Linked DNA regions of Sus scrofa: region 1 is linked to region 2. Evidence: chromatin contacts called from public HiChIP or PLAC-seq data. All regions are on one chromosome and are shown on one strand. The core of a region is the stretch at or near the end of the contact, and the rest is flanking DNA. Distances in the headings are between cores, read along the strand shown.

Region 1 (2,865 bases), core at 6-2,505, 260 kb after region 2:
TCCTGATTCCAGGAACTCAGTTTCTTTGTTTTGTTTTTCCCAGGCTAGGGGTCAAACGGGAGCTGCAGGTGCTGCCTAATACCGCAGCCACAACACCACCAGATCCAAGCCATGTCCTCCACCGACACCAAGCTCACAGCAACGCCAGATCTTTAACCCACTGAACAAGGCCAGGGATCGAACCTGCGTCCTCATGGATAATAGTCAGATGCGTTTACTGTCGAGCCAGGACAGGAACTCCTCAAGGGTATATACTTTAACTCAGTACCAGGAAGAACTTTCAAACAGAGCTGTCTGCAAAAATAACTTACTGTTCTGGAAGGTAATAAATTTCCCTTCCTTGGCAGAGGTCCAACTTCCCCCAGGGTTTCTACTCACACAGGTTGAGTGAACAATTCCCAGCCTCTAAAAGCAGAAAGACCACTGCCAAAGCCTTTTCCAGGGCCTCCCTGGCAGCCGCTCTCCTGTGCTGCTCAGCGCTGATCCCCCCTCTCTCATCCCATTGCACAGATGAGCAGACCAAGCTTTAGCGAGGTGACCCGAGCAAGGTCACAGCGCTGGGAAGGAGCTGGCTGGACCGTGCATTTGACCCCAAGACCTGTTATCCTTCCCTGAGCCGCAGAGCCTTACCTAGGGGCTCCACATCCACTAATGCAGAAGAGGCACCTTTCTCCAAGCGTTAAAACCCTCTGGCGAGTAAGGGTAGGAAAAGGCCAGCTTCTTTTCCTGTCTATATTTATCCATTCTGACCCGGCGCCTTTCGCCTCTGGAGAACTGCTACTTGTCACTGACACACTCAAACTGATACTGTAAGAAAACCAGTTTTCGGCATTGGAGGCTTCCCACTCAGCGCTCAGCTTTAGCTTACGGGAAAAAAAAAAAAAAAAAAAAAAAGCAACTAGAGAACCCAGCATCTGGACTCCCGGATGCCGCAGGAAGGCCCTTGCCTCTCGGTTCCTCCTTTGCCACTTGGAGGAGCAGGTTCTGCCACCCTCACAGGGAGGAGGCCAGAAGACCCGGCGAAGAAAGCAGTCGGTCAGCCGACGTGGTGGTCCCCACTGAGGTGCTGGTGGGCGCAGACCTCCGCGGGGCCCGGCTTCCACACCCACAGCCCGGCGCGAACGGCGAGCGAGACTCCTGCGCACGCGCGTGCAGCGCCGGGGGCGGGGCCTGAGGGGCGGAGCCGGCGGCCCCCCCGAGCCTGGGCCCTAGGGGAGAGCGGCGCGTGCGCTCTGGGCGGTGGGCGGGGCCTGGGCGGGGACATCGAGAGGCGGGGTCGAGCGTCACGCGCAGCCCCGCCCCTCCGCCGTCGTCTACCTCCTGGAGGCGGCAACCGCTGCTGCTCTGCCCTTCCCGGTTGGCAGGGGCCAGCTGCGCCTCGGTTCTTTGGTGACCATGGGGGACCCGAGCAAGCAAGACATCCTGACCATCTTCAAGCGCCTCCGCTCGGTGCCCACCAACAAGGTAACGGCCGCCGGGCGTGTTCAGGCTTGTTTGGCATCCTTGCTGGACCCCGCGGGCGGCCCCTGCGGCGGCAGTGGCCACGGCCGCGGGAGGAGGAGCTGGCCCGGCCTGTGACACGTCGCACTGTGCGGCCGCAGCGGCTGGGCCTCGCCTGGGTCCAGACTGTGCGCCGCCCCCCCAGTCTCAGGAAGGGAGAGGCAGAAGAGGGGGCGCACACCGGGGTCCAGAGCAGGGCAGGCACCGAGGGGCCCTGGGTGCCGGAAGTGTGAGCATCTGGGGGTCCCGGGGGCGGACATTTGTGGGTTCCTGACACCGGGCCGAGGAACTTAAAGGAGGACGGAGGCGGCTTTTGGGGGTGGCAAAGTGAAGTGGCCCCTGAGTTCCTGAGAATACTGAGGGCTCATACACGGGACTCCTGCGACCTGGAGCAGACCCCGGACACCGTAGGCCACCTGTGACCCAGCCGGGAAGCGTGCACGGGGCAGAAACAACAGCTGGTAGCCCTGGGCGCTTGGGAAAACTCGACTCACCCCCTTTCCCCCTCGAGCTCACCTCTGAAGCTCCTCAGGGGCGCCTGTTAGAGCCTGGATTGTTCCCTGTGCCCTTTGGCGGCAGCCTCAGCTTCCCTGTCCGATAAAGCTGCTAAGTGGTCACTGCAGTGGCTTTGAGCTCTTTTCTCTTACGAGAAAGCCCACCACAACCCTTTCCCTTCCTAACCTTTGGGTCTCTTTGGAGATTGGGGTTTTCCTTTCTTTTTTTCATCTCCAGAGCCTGTTTCCCCCCCATGACTCTTACAACTTTTGGCTCCTGGCTGGAGATGGGATGACGCATGGGGCTAAAGTGACACCGTCCGCGGAGGATCACAGATCGGAGTGGAACCTAGACAGTGCAAAGGGCTGTCGTGTCAGCATGGACTCTCCCCTCTGCTCCTGTGACAGGAGTTCTGTCTGGTCCCCCCTGTCACCTCCACCACAACAGCTATTAACCAGTACGGTCATGCGTCATGACCCTGAAGTCCCTGAGTTTTACAGAATTTAGATGTCTTTGTTTTAAGTCTAGGTGGAGGTGAGCCCATATTTTTACAACCTAAGAGAAGTGAGAAGGAAAAAGATGACGGTAGGAGAGTCAGGAGGAGAAAGGAATTCTCCAGTGCCAATTTCTTTGCTATTTTCTTGATTTTCAAATGTAGATTGACCTGTTTATAAAGAGTGGTTGCTGTAAACCAGACTAGATTAAGATCTGCTTAGCAGTGTGGAAATTATATTTTTTGTTTGCTACATCTCAGAAACACAACGTGTGAACTGATCAAAGGGAAGGTGCCCCTTTTAAATAAGTCAATGAGTTGATACCAAAAACACTTTTGAGGGACGTGTATGCTTTCTTGTAAATGTTTATCCAGAT
Region 2 (3,281 bases), core at 582-3,081:
ACGTAGCTGGTACCAGGTACAGTCATGTGTGGGCAGGCCAGTCCCAACCCAGGCCAGGCCACAGGCATCTGCCCAGCTGACCCTGACACTCAACAGTGTGTTCACAGCAGACAGTTAGGAGACAGAGTAGAGGCTCCCCCAAGAAAGAGACCCAGGCATGGCTTTCTGGACACAAGAGAAGACATTTTTGGGCCTAAGCCATTTTGTAATCAAAGGCTGGCCACACTGCTCACTCTTGAACAGGTCTCAGTAATAACGATTTTTTTTATCACATCTGTATCAGTAATAATGATCTTACGGGAATGAAAGCAAGATTGTTACCAGGCAAAAGAGGCAAACAAGAGCGAAGATCATAAATCAGTTAGGAAGACTCCCAGTTCTGTCTCAATGGCAAAGGTTAGCTTGAAGCACGCACGTGTTTGAGCTGTTTTGCAGAATTTAAACTCCCTGCAGTGCTCAGCCACCAAATCAACTGGAAACTAAGGGACAAGGTTTTTTTTTTTTTTTTTTTTTTTTTTTTTTGTCTTTTTGTCTTTTTGCCTTTTCTAGGGCCGCTCCCACGGCATATGGAGGTTCCCAGGCTAGGGGTCGAATTGGAGCTGGAGCCACCAGCCTATGCCAGAGCCAGAGCAACGCGGGATCCCAGCCGTGTCTGCGACCCACACCACAGTTCACGGCAACGCCGGATCCTTAACCCACTGAGCAAGGGCAGGGACTGAACCCGCAACCTCATGGTTCCTAGTCGGATTCGTTAACCACTGCGCCACGACGGGAACGCCTAAGGGACAAGATGTTGATCTTTGCTGACCCTCCAGTCAACTGAAGCTTGGACTCTGTAGGCCTTTGCCCCAATTCTATGCAGAATTCTCCTCTGCTCAAGCCCCCGTGAAAATACATACGCCAGCCAAACCCCCTCATGAATATGTATGCACTCTTAGCTTAAAATTTCCCAGGTTTTGTTGTCTGGGGAGACACTGCTTTGGGAGAGACTCCCCCGCCCCTTGTTCTCCTTATTTCTTGCAGGTAGCAAATCCTTCCTTTTTTCCTGCACTTTGGCTTGGTTGTGTCTTTAGGCAAAGACACCCAAGGCGAACCCAGTTTTCGGGTAACACCACGACCCCTCCCACCCGTGCTCCCAGTTCCTATGCAGGAGAGGCAGGGGACAGGCAAGTCCCAGGGGCTGCTCCGCCCACACTGGGCTCTGTGCAGGCTGTGATGCGCCTGAGCACTGGACAGGGGTCTGGTGACGCGGTCCTAAGTCTCCGCGGGGCATTAACTCGCTTTGGACAAATAACCTCCCCTATCCGGCCTGGGTTTCCACCTCTAGAAATGGGGTGTCTCAAGTGCATCAAGAGTGGATCAATGTCAGTCTCCCTAGCATTTTGTGATCCTCGGGGTACCCGGTTGAGGTGGCCCGCCCTGGGCCGCTCAGCTACGGAATAAGCGGGAAGGGGGGGGGTCCGGCCCCTCCCGCCGCTCTGTTTCCCGCGCGGGGTGTGGCGGGGCGGGGTTCCCCAAGTTTCCCCCTTCCGCGCCCCCAATCCCGCTGGAATCCGGCTGCGTAGGAGCAACGACCGCGGAGACCAGGGTTGGGGTCACTTTTTGTCGCCCCCGGGGGCCGACCCGATGGCTCGGTCCCTAGCGCTGCCCCGCGGCCACCCCCTCCATCCCCGCCACCTCCCGCCGCAGTTTCCCTTGGTGCCCCGCGCCGGCGGGCAGGCGCTGTCGGGGGGAGGGGGTCTCTCCCGCGTAGCCCCCTGTCTGCCACGCCCTCGGCGCGGGTCTCCACTCACCAGCGACAAGGACTCGCTCCGGGAAGGGTACTGCGCGGCGGAGGTGGCGGCCGCGGCCCGGGCCCGCCCCGCCCGCGAGGCCCCGCCCAGGACACCCCGCCCAGGACACCCCGCCCTGTCCTCGAGGCCCCGCCCGACCTGGCTGGAAGTTTGGGTGCTCCCAGGCCGGGTCTTCTCCCTCTCAGCATGACCGCCGCGATGGGCAGACCCAGCCAGTGCTGCAGGCAGGTCGCTTCTCTTGAGCCTCATTTTTCCCATCTGTAAAATGGGACCGCAGAGACTGATCTCAGAGAGGGGAATGACGTGGCCTGATGGCAAAGCCCTGAACGTCCTCCGGCACCGCAGCCCTGGCCCCCCACCTCCGGAGAAGCACACTTTGGCTTTACTTGTTGCCCCCGGGCAGGAGGTAGCCCTCCCCTTAGTCCTGGCTTAGCCGCTTTGTGGCCGGCTCTCTGCCCCCATCTCCTCATCTGTAAAGTGGGTGCAACATCGTGGGACTAAGGAGGATACCACAGACGCCTGGCACCCACGGATCCTCGCAGTCCAGAGCTGGCCTCCAGTTTGCCAGGGTCACCTTGATGGGACAGCATGTCCAGCCTTGAGCACCCCACCTCTTCATCTGCACGTGCTTTTTTTTTTTTTTTTTTTTTTTAGGGCCTCACCCATGGCATATGGATTCCCCCAGGCAAGGGGTCAAATTAGAACTACAGCAGCTGGCCTACACCACAGCCACAGCAATGCAGGATCCAAGCTGCCATCTGCAACCTACACCACAGCTCACGGCAACGCCAGATCCTTAACCCACCGAGCAAGGCCAGGGATCAAACCCCGCAACCTCATGCCTAGTCAAATCTGGGAACACCTGCACGTGTTGCTTTATTACTACAGCCCAGGGCCTGTTGCAGCCCCTGGTTAACGTGGCCAGGCAGGGCCCCCCGCCCCCCACCCCCCATAAGGGAACCACAAGTGCCCAAACTGGTTTCTGGGGGGCCAAGGGGAACTGTGCGTGCTTCTCCTAGGCCATGGTCTGACTGTCCTAGGCCCTGGCATTTTTGCTTTCATGGGCCTCTTCTGCCTTTGACTGCCTTGGTATAAAGATGAGTGTAATCCAAGACTATCTTTTTCTTCCGACTTTATAAGTGATCGAGGAGTTCCTGTTGTGGCTCAGAGGGTTAAACACTCGACTAGTATCCATGAGGAGGAGGGTTCAGTGGGTTAAGAATCTGGAGTAGGTCACAGATGCGGCTCAGATCTGCTGTGGCTGTGGCTGTGGCGTAGGCTGGCTGCTACAGGTCAGATTCAGCCCCTAGCCTGGGAACTTAAATATGCTGTGAATGCAGCCATTAAAAAAAAAGAAAGAAAGAAAAAAAAGAAATTGAAAGATTATCCAGGTTCCCTCAAAGTATGGTGGCCCCAGGCATTGCAGCTGCTGTTTCTAGTGAAATCGGTCTGGCCACGCCTCCCAGCAAGCTGCCAGCCCTCACCCTC

The links. HiChIP or PLAC-seq counts read pairs in DNA pulled down with a chosen protein or histone mark.
Region 1: an H3K27ac HiChIP or PLAC-seq map of alveolar macrophages shows a contact between it and region 2. The contact joins the promoter of ARFGAP3 here to the promoter of TSPO in region 2. A contact is called at or near these places in 1 of 5 promoter capture datasets (fetal liver) and 1 of 2 datasets of contacts at active chromatin or transcription factors (alveolar macrophages).

The regions. Positions count from the first base shown.
Region 1 is chr5:5,992,882-5,995,746 of Sscrofa11.1, forward strand. ARFGAP3 (ADP-ribosylation factor GTPase-activating protein 3) reads left to right here and starts at 1,256. Exons shown (of 16, transcript XM_003481526.4): 1 at 1,256-1,464. The coding sequence starts at 1,396. It overlaps LOC110260619 (a long non-coding RNA gene), which reads right to left and starts at 1,159. Exons shown (of 2, transcript XR_002343865.1): 1 at 1-1,159. LOC110260620 (a long non-coding RNA gene) reads left to right here and starts at 1,471. Exons shown (of 2, transcript XR_002343867.1): 1 at 1,471-1,729; 2 at 2,233-2,696.
Region 2 is chr5:5,733,266-5,736,546 of Sscrofa11.1, forward strand. TSPO (translocator protein) reads right to left here and starts at 1,832. Exons shown (of 4, transcript NM_213753.1): 1 at 1,794-1,832.